Regions from separate parts of the Ovis aries genome. Here region 1 is linked to region 2. Evidence: chromatin contacts called from public Hi-C data. All regions are on one chromosome and are shown on one strand. The core of a region is the stretch at or near the end of the contact, and the rest is flanking DNA. Distances in the headings are between cores, read along the strand shown.

Evidence for each region. A called contact is a pair of places that touch in the nucleus more often than the background predicts.
Region 1: a Hi-C map of skin fibroblasts shows a contact between it and region 2, with 2.7 times the contacts expected there. The contact joins the enhancer-like site here to the promoter of RAP2B in region 2. A contact is called at or near these places in 3 of 16 Hi-C or Micro-C datasets (omental adipose tissue, skin fibroblasts and tail adipose tissue).

The regions. Positions count from the first base shown.
Region 1 is chr1:235,402,905-235,409,958 of ARS-UI_Ramb_v3.0, reverse strand. It overlaps LOC132657310 (a long non-coding RNA gene), which reads right to left. Exons shown (of 3, transcript XR_009595295.1): 2 at 3,076-3,216. Among named protein-coding and RNA genes, the nearest start is that of RAP2B, 100 kb to the right of the region's middle. Within about 2 kb of position 2,223, at least 4 of the 54 cell types and tissues checked have an H3K27ac peak or open chromatin away from gene starts, as enhancers often do.
Region 2 is chr1:235,299,713-235,306,854 of ARS-UI_Ramb_v3.0, reverse strand. It overlaps RAP2B (RAP2B, member of RAS oncogene family), which reads left to right and starts at 2,776. Exons shown (of 1, transcript XM_015092587.4): 1 at 2,776-7,142. The coding sequence starts at 3,230. The coding sequence ends at 3,781. The region is part of intron 1 of LOC121817115 (a long non-coding RNA gene); the gene reads left to right.

The sequences.
Region 1 (7,054 bases), core at 974-3,473, 100 kb before region 2:
AATACGTTTAATGTCCATGTTTCATGATCTTTGTTTCTATGGGATAAGCAGTTGCTTCCCAGTTTCCCTCAACCCATGTAAATGTACTTCATTAAAGATGCTTGTGTTTTAAACTGGGCTTCCCAGGTGGTGGTAGTGGTAAAAAACCTGCCTGCCAATGCAAGTAGAAGTAAGAGATGAGAGTTCAATCCTTGGGTCAGGAAGATCCCCTGGAGGAGGGCGCAGCAACCCACTCCAGTATTCTTGCCTGGAAAATTCCATGGAAAGAAAAACCTCATTAATAGGTATAATAATATAGTCTTCTTTTTAAAGTTTTAGCTTCATTATTTTTAAATCATATGAAGTTGGCTCAAATCTCTCTAAACTATCATATTATTAATGATGAAGAAATACTTTATAACTAAAAACAAATGCTGTCTTTCTTTGGAAATTGGTGAGGTGTTTGAAAGAAGAAAAAGACACTTGTATGGATCCAGAGATCTTTCCAATGGTCCTATTCCAAAATGATCAGAAGGGTTGGATGCAGAGAACCAATCTGTTCTGATTACTTTTTCATGAGAATTCCCACTGATTAGTGAGAATATGTCCAGTAATATGAGTGTTGAAAACCAACATAGTTAGTGGGACTGTTTAGTCTCCATGACTTACCTTGACCAGCTTCAAAATATCATTGCATAATAAATTCTAAATTACTCATATAAAATCTCCATGATTTCTAGAACTTGCTTGGGAATTAAGAATCGGTAGCCCAGACTCTGACATTAATCTTTTTTGTTTCTTTGCCATTTAAATTTAAAGTTTGTTTTAGACTTATTTAAAAATTACTTTTGTAGTAGAAATTCCAGGCACTTTGCTCATTTCCTAACCTACTGGTGAATTTTGAGTTACCACCTCAATATCTAGTCCTTCAAATTTTCTCACCAACAGTACCCAAATATTCCTTTCAGGAATTCAGCCAATTTCTGACTTATGCCTTTGACCCAGCAGCACCAGGAATGGGGCACCTGATCAACACTTCCCAGCACCAGCTCACCCCCATCATCACACATGGATAGTTCAGGGAAAAATATATGACTCAACAAGAGCTGGTGAGAGAATGAATCCCACGGCTTGGGTGGGGAACACAGACGACTCTAAAGCAAAGAGAGATGAGGTCCTAAGGAAGAGCCAAGAGTTTCTGGGAGGCGCAGTGTGGCCTAAAGCCAAAACCAACACTGCAGAAAACAGAAAAGAGAAAGAGAAATTGGGAAAGTGTTGACATGTGTTAAGGTTTTGGACCAAGCTTGACTTCTACATCTATCTCCAGACTTCTCAGTTGAGTGACCCATTAAATTTATTTTATTATTTAAATCTCTTTTCATAACATTTTCCGTAGACAATGGAAATGGAGATAACTTTTCTGAGCCTCAGTTGCTTGTTTTTTTTAATCAGTAAAGCAATGTTAGTACTACCCATCTCATCAGGTATTTGTGATGGTGAAATCAGATAACATCTGTAAAGCATGTGTTATGTGCTGAGTACCAGTATTACATAGTTCTCGAACTATTAACTATTTAATCCTGTTTCCTTTTCTTCTCTCCTCACAGACTTCTGGATACTGCTGTATCAGACCAATGAACGCTCCATTGATCCAGGATGTTTTCAGAGAAGGAGTGGTGTAGGATAAGGAATGAAGTCATTACCAAGGTCACAAAATTCCCAGTGGCTCTCCTTAGACCTGACCGTACACTAGTGCCTTTCCTAGGAAGCATTAGTGGTCAGCCAGGTGGATGGATGTCTGGTAGAAAAGCACTGCCAGCTCCTCAAGGTAAGTGGTAAGACAAGCAGCGAGACAAACTGGAATTTTCTAAGAAGAATATCCTGGAGGGGCCACATTTAACACCAATGGATACTCTGTATTCCTGGGATCTCAAGCTTACTCAAGACAATACACTTCAAATGCAGACATTTAAAGATAACTCTTGCTTTTGATGACAAAAATCTTAGGGACCTACTGATGAAAAAGATGCCCTGTTTAACCTATGTCAAAGAGTTACACTTAACTGTGAGGGAATTTTTTCATTCATTACACAACTCTGGAACAGGAAGAGATGAGTTCATTCAAATTCTTATTTGACAGAGGAGAGAAGGAGGCCCAGAATGGTGAGGGGAACAAGCCCCACAATCAGCTGAGGGCAGAGTCAGGGTTGCCAGTGCCCAAGTAGTCCTCTTTAAATAGACTGTGCTCCACCCTGGCCCCTGCCTAGCAGACTTCACTTTCTCTTACAAACCAAGTGTCTGGCAGACACATAAATACCCATCAGGTCTAACAAGCATAGCTAGTTTTCACAAAGGTGGCACAACTGTCATCTGTGAGTCAGCACTGAGTCTCATGGACACGTTTCCCTGCTGCTGTGCATGCACCGAGCAACTCACATAACAAGGCACGTCTGATTTCTCGGAAAGGGCTAGTTTCACAACCTCAATACCACTCAATTTTGGCTGAATAATCCTTTTTTCAGTGGCAGAGGGCGTCAGGGGTGTGCTGCAGGATGTTTAGCATGATCCCTCTATCCACTAGATGCCAGTAGCAGCCCTTCAGTTTCAAAGGCTAAAAATGTCTCCAGATAACTGTCCAATGTCCTGGGGAAAGGGGTGCAAAATCAACCCACTGAGAACCACTGTTGCAGACAGGGGCCTTTGTGCACTGGGTGGTCCTGAAACCATTTTCTCTTGCAAGCGCAGTCCCCCATGCGGGGAGGGGAAGGACTGGACACAAGAGGTGATGTGTACTGGGAGGTGGAGCATTTCTTTTCAGGCAGGTTAAAAAACTGTCAGACTTCCACAGAACAGACCCTAAGAACACTGGAGTGGGTTGCCATTTCCTTCTCCAAGAACGGACCCTATTTCTTTATCTGATGGGTATTCTAGGTGGAGAGCAAAGACCAAATCTAAAAGGGTCTGATATCTTATTACGATAACAACAATAAGAAAATATACATTAAATAAGAAAAATTAATAAATGGGATGATAACATCTATAATGCAAGGGGATAACTATACAGAGTCTTTGGAAAATAAAGGGTTGAATACTCACGCATACTGGGTCCCCTCCAATTCCCAGGCCTTCCTGTTTCTTGGATGTCCTTACAGAAGGAGCACACAGTGTTGTCATGCCTAAGAACCTCTGCCAAGCTCCTCAGGGCCATGGATGTGGAACCCTAAGGCAGAAGCTGAGCTAGACAGTAGAAGAGAATAGGATAACAATGAGATGTAGAAATACGGGAAAAAAGAAACAGGAGGAAAAAGTAAAAATGAAAAGGGAGTAGGTATAAAATAAAACTTGCCAGAGAATTCTAGCCCCAGCCCTAAAGAAAACATTTTGTTTAAATTAGATTTTCTTAGCATGGATTCTTTTGGGGGGAACTAACATGAATATTTCTCATTCAGAAAGTCTTGCATCAAAGCAGCAATTGTGTTGCTGTCGTTTAGAATACTTAATTATGTCAAATTCACATTATTAAATCTGATAGAACAAGAAATAATACCAAATACTGTATCAATCCTGCATAATCGGTCCTTCTGAATATTATGCTCTGCTGCTATTCCAAGCTGTCCTTGGAGATAGCCTCAGCCTAGCAATACAAAAGGCTTCCCTTCGGCCTTCACAACTGCCTAGGACAACACATTCTTACATCTCATTTTTAATCATCTAAACCTTTTCAGATATACCAGAGTGTGCTTTCAATAGGACAATAAAAGAGACCCAAGACTTCTAAGTGCCTTATGTTTCTTTCTTCTCATGGTTGATAACATGCTGTTTCTGCCTTGTACTAGGTGCCAGATGTGGAGCTGATAGCATGAGGAGGAGAAAGTAAGAGGGAGGCCAGATTCATCTGAGAGTAAAAATAATTTCCTCAAGCCGGCAAGCCTCTTCAAAGAAAAAGGGGGGCAATGTATCCATTCATTTCAAATGCTAAGATAAGACAATTTAGAATGATTGGCACAAAGAATCTTCAGTAGAAGCACTCTTAGGAGAGGACTGAATGACAATTCTTGGTAAGGAGAGTGAGAAAAAGAGGTACTGACAAAAAGAAAAAGAAAAAAGAAAATCCTTCTAACTCAAAAAATTCTCCAGAATTATAAGTCGAGTTATGAAGATGCTCCCACGTATACTGGGAAAATACAGCATTAGTGACGTCATTATTTTAAGAGAAAGCTCCTGGCTCAGTTTTTCTGCACAGCTAATAGACATGAGTGCATTAAGCAACTTCAGTTGTGCCCAACTCTTAGTGACTCTATGGACTGTAGCCCACCAGGCTCCTCTATCCTAGGACTTCTCCAAGCAAGAATACTGGAGTGGGTTGCCATTTCCTTCTCCAGGGGATCTTCCTGATCCAGAGATCACATAAAAGCAAGATGATGGAAAGTAGAAGTAAATGTATTTACTGCAAGGAAGGAAGCTGAAACTCCAGTACTTTGGCCACCTCATGCAAAGAGTTGACTCACTGGAAAAGACTCTGATGCTGGGAAAGATTGGGGGCAGGAGAAGAAGGGGATGACAGAGGATGAGATGGCTGGATGGCATCACCGACTCGATGGACATGAATTTGAGTGAACTCCGGGAGATGGTGATGGACAGGGAGGCTTGGCGTGCTGCGATTCATGGGGTCGCAAAGTGTCAGACATGACTGAGCAACTGAACTGAACTGAACTGAACAAGTTTCTCAGTGGTCCCCAAGCCCCCAACAACTACAATCAATTTGATCTTCCCCTACACATTCTGATTTAACAGTGTTAGGTTGAGGTCTGGAACTCTACTTCTCACAGTCTCCCTAGATCATTCTGATGCTTTGTCAGGCTTAGAAGCCACTGGAGAATTTGAGTTATGGGACAGTTTTTTAAAATATCCTTGTATTTTTTAGAGCTGTATTAAAAATGACTTAATTTCCAAATATGCCACTCAAGTTCATTTATTGCAAGGCCTTATGGGCCAGTGACCTTTAGAGGTCATACAGCATTTTGTTGAGCTGATGAAAAAGGCAGACCCTACTGTAGAAAAATACATGTCTCTAGAAAGTTAAAAAATTTACACACATTTTAGGGTATCTATAGATTGCTGAAATCCATCTTCATCCACGTGGGGAGGAGAAGTCTGTTTGAATGCGTGCCCTTATGGTTTGTGAGTGTTAATAGTTCAAATCCCCCTCAAGTTTCAGCACTTGAAGATAGCCTGAAACTTGAAAGTTGCGACATTTAACAGACCAGGTTTAAGAAACAGGAAATCCAGAGGCAATAATGCAGATTCTACGAGAACCTCTTACATGGTCCCTCTGCCTCCAGTTTTCTCCCTTCAATCCATTCTCCACTAGTCAGCCAGAGGAATAATTACAAAGTGAGTCTGACTATAACCTGCTCATGAATAAAAAACTTCAAGATTATCATTTTGCCCTAGGTCTAGGTCTAGGTTATCTTCCCTCATAGCTCAGTGGGTAAAGTATCTGCCTGAAAGGCAGGATACCTGGGTTTGATTTCTGGGTCGGGAAGATCACCTGGAGAAGGAAATGGCAACCCACTCCAGTATTCATGCCTGGAGAATCCCATGGACAGAGGAGCCTGGCAGGCTACAGTCCATGGGGTATCAAGGGTCAGAAACAACTTAGCGACTAAACCATGCAGCCACCTAGGTTACAGGCTGTTGTTGGTGAAGGGTGAAGTACCACCTTCAACTGTTTTCATTGCCTTGCCCTTCAGCATCACTAGGGCTTCCCTGATAGCTCAGTTGGGAAAGAATCTGCCAGCAATGCTGGAGACCTTGGTTTGATTCCTGGGTTGGGAAGATCCCCTGGGGAAAGGAAAGGCTACCCACTCCAGTATTCTGGCCTGGAGAGGGCCACAAAGAGTCAGACACGACTGAGTGGCTTTAACTTTCAGCATCACTAGATGATTTTTAAAATACCAATGCATGGGTACCACCCTTGACCAGTTACCTTAAAATCTCTTGAGGGCAAAAAGGAGTGACTTATAGGAAGGGGCAGAGTCTAGCATTAAAAATAAGAAGGGAAGGGAAGAGGAGGAAAACACCTCCTAAGATTTGGTTGTGTAGGTGAGTCAGGGCTGAACTGATCCAGTCTAGGACCCACCCTCTAGGTCTTCTACATGTTTTTCCTTCTGCTTACCACAGTTTTCTCCTTCTGTTTCTTCACTAAGCTAACCCTACCCATCCTTATTTCTGAAATCAAAATTCCCGAAGCTCGAGCCCTCCATGGCTCATCTCTGATTACATTGTAAGCAGTTTGTAAGTTTGGTGTTTGGGATTCTTTTCCAGTTCTAGAACTAAAGCCTAGTACTAAATCTAACATATTAAGTAGCCATTTGTAAGTAGTTAATGAATAAGAAAAAATTCAGGATCTGCATATTAGTATATGCAGATTACACCCAAGTTCACTGGTTCTGCTCTTGGAAGGCTGCATGATACCTCAACAGGGAACCTCGATGGTGCACATGAGAACTTTTCTGTTTGCTCAGATCTCTCTTTAAAAGATGGTAGCCAGCAAGGGTGATCAAACAAGTCTCAGTTTGGTACTCAAGCTCTTCATCTTTTAAAATTATCTTTCTAAGCCTTCTTCCTAGCATCTAAAGGTAGCTGGAAATACTGTAGTTTATCATCCAATAAATATTAGTTAAGTGACTGAAAGAGTGAAAAGGTTTCAGTCTGTGAAACTTGGTTCTATGGGGCTATAGCTTATGAACCTGCAATATGTGTTAAAAGCATATCTCCCAAGTACACTTGGTCTGAAGTTTCTGTATGGAGATACGATATTTGTTATGGTAAGTAATTTTATACTAATAATATCACTTTGGATATTTTTCTTAGAATAGATAATAACAGAATATTTTTGAGTCCCCTCTATAAGTCACATACTTTTCCAAGCATTTCAGATATACTGACTGATTGTTCTTTTTTTTTTAAATGAAGTATAGTTGCTTTACAAAATTGTGTTATTTACAGGTATATAGCAGTGATTCTTTTTTTTTTTAAGGTTATATCCCATTATAGGTTAATATAAGATATT
Region 2 (7,142 bases), core at 1,527-4,026:
GAGTGGGTTGCCATTTCCTTCTCCAGGGGATCTTCCTGATACAGGGATCGAACCCGAGTCTCCTGCACTGCAGGCAGATGCTTTACCATCTGAGCCACCAGAGAAGCCCTAAAATCAAGATAACACAAGTGTTAAAATATGATATGTCCTCCCACCTTGACAAATACGATGGTCAGGTGTGAATCACAAATTCTTAAGACTTCTCCAAGAGCCAGGCTGGAAAGTGGCAGGGAAGAGAAAGCTGACTAGAAGGCACCCCTCTTCTTGCAGTTAAGTGGGGGCCCATAGTGCCTGGGAGGGTGTTCCTTAGTTCATGGGTCCAAGCACCACCCGCACTCCAACAAAGACCCATTCCTGCACACAGGGGTGAGTTCAGAGATCCAAGCAGATCCGAGGAGAGGGTTTGGTACTATTTGGGGAGGGGATTCCAGAATTCTGACCACCTGGGGCATGGTCTGGACGTGGGTTCTAGCTCCTTAACCCTGTGGGAAGGGGCACTGTCAGAAGAGGCAGAGGGTGAACACAGGTCCCTCTAGCTTGGGCTTAAAAGCCAGTCTGTTCATACTACCTCAAAAGTCAACCTAAGAAAGGGTACAATCTGGAAACTTTTTTGTTAGAAAGTAGTATTCATAATAGTTACAAGACCAGGTTCTGCACCCAAACACCTGGGTCAGGATCCCAGCGTGACCACTTATGCTGTGAAATTTCATGCCAGTTATGCCAGTTAGACAACATCGTAAGATTTCAGTTTCCTCATTTTTAAAATAGGTATAATTAATATTTTTATGAGGAGTAAATAAGATAGCACATGTAAAAGGCCTGGCAAACATTAAACTGGGTAAACGCGAGGTTCACTCCAGCTGTATTAGGTGAGTTTGCCTTGAAAGGTTTCTGGAGAATTATATAAGGTTAACTAGCGAAGCACTGTGATAACCCCTCTCTCCACTAAATAGCGGAGCCAGGCGCAGGAATAGGCTCCGCCCACCCAAGGCATTGGCTGCTGCCCAGGACCCATTGGGTCCCATGGCCAGGGCTTCAAGTTGCAGCTGTGCATTCTACGAGCTATAGCTAGAGATTCAAAGAAGGTTAACTGGCAACGCGGCCCTGAGTCACAACGGGACTAAGGCACTGAAACCAAGCATTAGCACACCATTTCTTTTATCCCTCCAATGCAGATGGTTAAACCAGTGAGAAGTGGCGTCGACAGGATACCAAGCCAGGGTTGATGCAGCTCGGTCCCCTCCCACCCCTTCACCCTGGGGCTCACGCTATCATTGCTTAGCCTTTTGACAGGTCTTGACATCTCTCCTCCGCGAGAAAGGAGAGACCTGGAACAAGCCAAGGCATCTCGCTGGTAGCTCCTGTGAGTAGGAGCCAAGCCCAGTTTAGCGAATGCCCGCCCCAAAGCAAAGATGTTTACCAAAGGCAAGCCTGGGCATTCCCCCACCCCACCGGGTGAGCTGAATTCAGTGTGGCCCATTTCCACATCCTAGCCCTTCCCCCTCCCTGGGGAAAAATTTAAAAACCACCTTGGAAACTTTGCCATTTCTTGAGGACCAAGAACTGTAACCAGCTCCCTTTAACGGACAGTCGTGACTGGGCACCGAGAAGTCAGACTTGAAAACACCAACAAAGGACTATATTTAGCTCTGAGCTCTCCGCCTAAATTCCTTTTATTTTTTCACTCTTAGCTTCAAAACGACTAGGTTGGGGAAGTGGGAGGAAGGGGGCGGGGGAGAGCAGAGAAAGAACAGCTGTGCCTCCGCCTCTCCACTCAATCTCTATAAATAACCAATCACGAGCGGAGGCTACTTTTTAGCCAATGAAGCAGCCCAAACTGATAAAACCTTGGAGGTAGCCAATGGAAGAACATTCGAGGGTGTGAGATTTGCGCCCCAGGACCAATGGGTCCTGAGTCTAGAAGAAGAAATTTGAGCTGGAGCGTGGGTGTGCAGTGCACAAGCTTCCTACTTCCAAACCCCCAAACCTACTCCGCCCACTGAGCATGCCCTGACTAGCTACCGGCACCCGGGCTGATTGTGGATCGGGCTGTGATTCACTCTCCGGGTTTTGGCCATAACCGAGTGGGGAGGTGGGTGGGGCCTTCTGAGTCCCAGCCTGGAGACCGCCCTGATCACTAGAGGTTGCCCATTCTCTCTTCCGGACAGGTTTCAGGCCGAATGTTCCTGTTTTCTTTGTCTGAGGGATGAAGTGCGAGGAGAGTCCGCGAGAGAAGGCTGGGTAGGAAGGGCCACGCCTAGAGTGTGGGAAAATGCTCCGCCCATAGAAGAAAATGTTTCTATCATACACCCAAATGTTCTTTGGGTCTCGGCCTTCGGGACGCACACCCGCCGGGGGCTCGGGGAGTGGGAGTCCACAAGCTTTGGATAAAAGGAACGGCATGAGACCAGCCTATTCCCGGGGTGGCCCACGGCGCCCGCCCTTTTCTCATAGAGCCGGGATTCCTATGCACTAAAGCCAGGTCGGCGCAGGAAGGTGGCCTCCGTCCTCCCTCGAGCTGTCCTAGCCAGCTTCTTAATACCCATACACCCCCACACATTTCTCCGGCTCCTATACTAGTGCCTATCCCGAATCCGCTAGTCTTGAATCAAATCGCTAGCTCCGCCTACAGCCCCACCCCCGTCCGGCCCCCCGGAAAACCAGGAGCCGGGAATCCGGCGGGAGGGGCCGGCAGCGGCGCACTGGGCATGCTCGCCAGGGCGGGGCGGGCAGGGCTGCGCGCGGCGAGTAGGAAGCCCTCGCCCCGCGGAGGCTGCGGGAGAGAGCTCGAAGGGCCGCGGCGGTGGGCGCACGCTCTGCGGGGACTCATGCCACGCGCGTCCCGGCCCGGCGCGCAATTAGCAGCCGCCTCCGCAGCCCGCCGCCGCCGCCTCCTCCTCGCCTTCCTGGGCTGCTGCGGAGAGAAGCTGCAGCCCTCGCCTAGCACGGGCTGCCGGCATTGTCCTCCAGATCCGCCGCCCAGGCTGCTGCTGCCGCCGCCGTGGGCTGCCTCGGGGCCCCGGACCCGCGCTGCAGGGACTCGCCGCCGCGCCGGCCGGCCCGGCGCCCGGCCCCCGTTTGGTGATTTCCGCGTCCTGCGTTCCTCGGTCATCTCCTGAGTTTACCTGCAGAGCTGAGGACAGAGAAGTCTAGCCACCAAGCCCAGCTTTCCTCCAGTGCGCAGCCCCGACGGGGCCGTGGCAGGCGCAGCGAGAACGCCGACGGAGCCATGAGAGAGTACAAAGTGGTGGTGCTGGGCTCGGGCGGCGTGGGCAAGTCCGCCCTCACGGTGCAGTTCGTGACCGGCTCCTTCATCGAGAAGTATGACCCCACCATCGAGGACTTCTACCGCAAAGAGATTGAGGTGGACTCATCGCCGTCGGTGCTGGAGATCTTGGACACGGCGGGCACGGAGCAGTTCGCATCCATGCGGGACCTGTACATCAAAAATGGCCAGGGCTTCATCCTCGTGTACAGCCTTGTTAACCAGCAGAGCTTCCAGGACATCAAGCCCATGCGGGACCAGATCATCCGCGTGAAGCGGTACGAGCGCGTGCCCATGATTCTGGTGGGCAACAAGGTGGACCTGGAGGGCGAGCGTGAGGTTTCATTCGGCGAGGGCAAGGCCCTGGCGGAGGAGTGGAGCTGCCCCTTCATGGAGACTTCGGCCAAAAACAAAGCCTCGGTGGACGAGCTGTTCGCCGAGATCGTGCGGCAGATGAACTACGCGGCGCAGCCCAACGGTGATGAGGGCTGCTGCTCGGCCTGCGTGATCCTCTGAGGCGCCCGCGGCTGCCGCGCGACAGCCGCGCTCTCCGCACAAAAGCCAAACGCACCCGACTCTTCTAAATGTGATTTCTCTTCTTGCTTTGAGATTGGAGATGACTTTGCATCGGCTGGGGGGTCTTGGCGCCCGACTGGCCGCGGTGGCCGCGTCCCCCGCCTCTCCCCGGTTTCCTAGGGGCTGTCCCGTCAGGACCATCCGAGTCCCGGTGGAAATGTGGATCTTTGCAGCATGTACGTTTCTCATTGATTTTGGTTGACGCATATTTCCCCATTGAAGCAGCCCGTGGGGCCCTGTATTGGCGGCTTGACACCGGCAGGCGAAAGTTTCAGTCTGGAAAAAAAAAAGAAATGGGGTGGGGGCGGAAGAGGACGGGGAGAAGGTGGAAAAGGGGGGATTTTTTTGTTTTTCTGTCAACAACCGTTTTTCTAGTTCCAAGTTTCAAAAACACGGAAGGAAGTCCGGGAGAACCAAATGAAGGAGCAGGAGGAGAGGAAGAAACTTTTGTTTTTTCCTTGTTTTCCAGGAGTAGCTGGAAATTAAGATCGGGTTCCTTTTCTGCCAGCTTGGAAAGGCAACCCCGTGACTGATTTCGATTCTGAGGATGTCTATGCAAAGTTGGATTCTTGTTACAGTGTATCCAATCTGAAGTATTGCACATCTGAACTGGGACTGTTAACACTGATGCCAATACAGTGTGGGGTGCCAGAAAGTGTCTGCTGATAATTTGTGGGGGAAAAAAATCTATTTTGTTTACCTACTGTATCAAAGGGGAGTCTGGGGGAGAACGGTAGTATTTTTTTTTATCAGCTGTGAAAAAAAAAAATGTTACAGATCTGCACATTTTTGTGTGTACTGTTGTGTGTGTGTTTTTTTAGATTTAGCTTTTTGTTCGTATTGGTTGGCCATACATGGTTTTGATGGCTAGCTCTTTAAACTACAGTACAGAAACTTCGCAAATGTGATTCAGGGCCCCCAGCACCCCTGTGTCTGCAGAGTGCCTTCAAAACTCAGCTGTTCCAGCCGGTGCCAACCTGTGAACTTCCCACCAGTTCCCAGAATCTGTTATTCCTCCCCAAACTACTTCCCAGTTTACTTCTAATAATCTTCCTGAAGGAGCCAGGACAATAGGGCCTGTTGTTCGTTGAATTCTTTATTCTTTCCAGCCTTTAAAATGTAATTTACTTGTAATGCAATGGGTTATTTTTTTTTTTTCTTTTTAAAAAATTTTTGCTTCATTTTGTTCCAATGTTCAGGTATTTAGCTCCCCTTTTATATAATTTTTTTTTTTAATTTTTGGTTTTCTGTTGTAGGGTGTTCCTCCAGAAGCACAGAGCAAAATTTTACTGTTGTGATGTACCAAGAGAATTCTAACAATTTGTAATTTCTAATTCCATACACGTGGTTAATCATTGTCTCTTCATTTTAAGATTTTTAATACAAATGTCATTTTTAAAGAAACAAATCCAAACTATTGTTTGTGTTTCTGTGTTTCATATTCAGTGATTTAATACATACAGTGTCATGGCTGAGGTGGACAGGGGCAGGTGCCTGATGCCCCCAAGAGTGGTTTGTCAGATTTTGAAGAGAGAAGTGTCAGTGACAAGTTAGGAGACATTACTCCCAACTCTTTAAACATGAAAAATAATCATCAAGGTCTAGGAATCCCTGGGGTGTGGCTTTACCCTCTGACTGTTAAGATGAACTGGATATTGAATCTGTTCTTCTGACTTGGAGCAGGAAAGGGAGAACCAGCTGCTAAGACTGCCTTAGATCTGGAAGAGTAACCATCCACTGGTCAGGCAGGATGGTGTTTTAGTGTTCTTTTTTTCTTTTTCTTTCTTTCTTCGTATTTTGTTCTGCTTTGTTTAAAACACCTATCCAGTTTAAAGCTTGTTTGGAGGATATGATTTTCAATTCTGAAGTCATGCCTTGTGTTTTCTACAGTACATTTGGGTGGGTTGTGAATAGTGTCTCAGCCCTTTTGTGGCTTTAATTAGGAAGCAGATCATTAGGTTAAAAAAGAAGAGAAAACTTAAGTCTCTTGCTTTATTACACTGTGCAGTTTGTGGACCATTTTGACCTCATGAAATTTTCCTTCTAACAGCAGGAGGCAGTGTGAGCTTTTTATTTTGTATTTTGTTTTTCTTAAGGGCCATTTTACTGATATCTTTATGGAGTGGAAGGTGTATGACTATGTATCAAAAGCACTTCATATATACCTTAGGTCCATAAAGTGTAGGGTGAAGAGTTTTGACTTTCCAAAAGATTTATTGTGTTGAGGGAGCCAAAAGAAGTTAAAGGCCACAGGTTTCTTAAAGCTGTATTAACATATTTTGCCTTAAAATGTTGTGTCTTTGGCCCAGGTGACCTCTCAGAATTGCAGCATGGAGGAGGAATAGAGAATTCTGCCTGGGTTTGGTTCTAAAGCTTTTTCTTTTTTTTTAACACTTGATCTCATTGAAGTTTAGTACCAAACTTAATTAGAAGGTAATGTATATATGCTAAATAAGAAATTAGGAAAAAATATTCACACTTAGGCTTTGCAAAGTTTCATTCTTGCATTTGTGTAAATTTAGTTAATTCAATAGATCTAAAGTGTAAAGATGAAAGCTCTGAAGACATATAACAAGTACTGTATAAAAGATTTTTTAAATGCATTCAGTGACTTAGGAGTTTGTTTTAGTTTTTGGAAGCCTTTTGATGTGAAATACTGGCAAGTATCTAATTTAAGAAATGTATATACTTCTGACAGGGAATTTTTGAAAATGGGAAATTGGAAATAAAATAGGTTGCTGGGTGCATTAATCATCTTCACATAGGATTTAGTCACTTACATGACTAAATTTTTTACAGGTCTGGGATGGCAGGGCAGAAGATTTTAATATGCTCTTGCTGAGTACTGTAAAATAAATGCTTTTTAGATTCTCAATGAAAGCAATTTTGCGTGTGTGCCTGGAGCAGGAAAATAGTATTAAGTTTTGTAGCCTTCTCCAATTATCTTCTTCACGAAATTGAGAAATTAGGGACATTGTTTTTAAGACTGTGTCAGTTTATTTGGCTAGTAAGAACCTGTTAGAATTATGGTGTGAAGAGATAAGGGCATTTGTTTCCCTGAAAGGGGGGCTGACTTAAGGGTGTCAAAGGAAGGGAGGGAGGGAGGGAGGGAGTTTGTTGTAAGGCAGTCACCTGTCAAAACAGAAACTGGGTGGAAAAGGAACCTTTATCTTGGAAAGCAAAAGTTAACTTTTAAACTTGACCCCTGCTGGTTTTTAACAGCTTTTCCTTTTGGTCCCTGACAGTCATCCAAGCTTTATGTTATTTCAAAGGATTATTTCTGTTCTCCTTTTGTAATAGC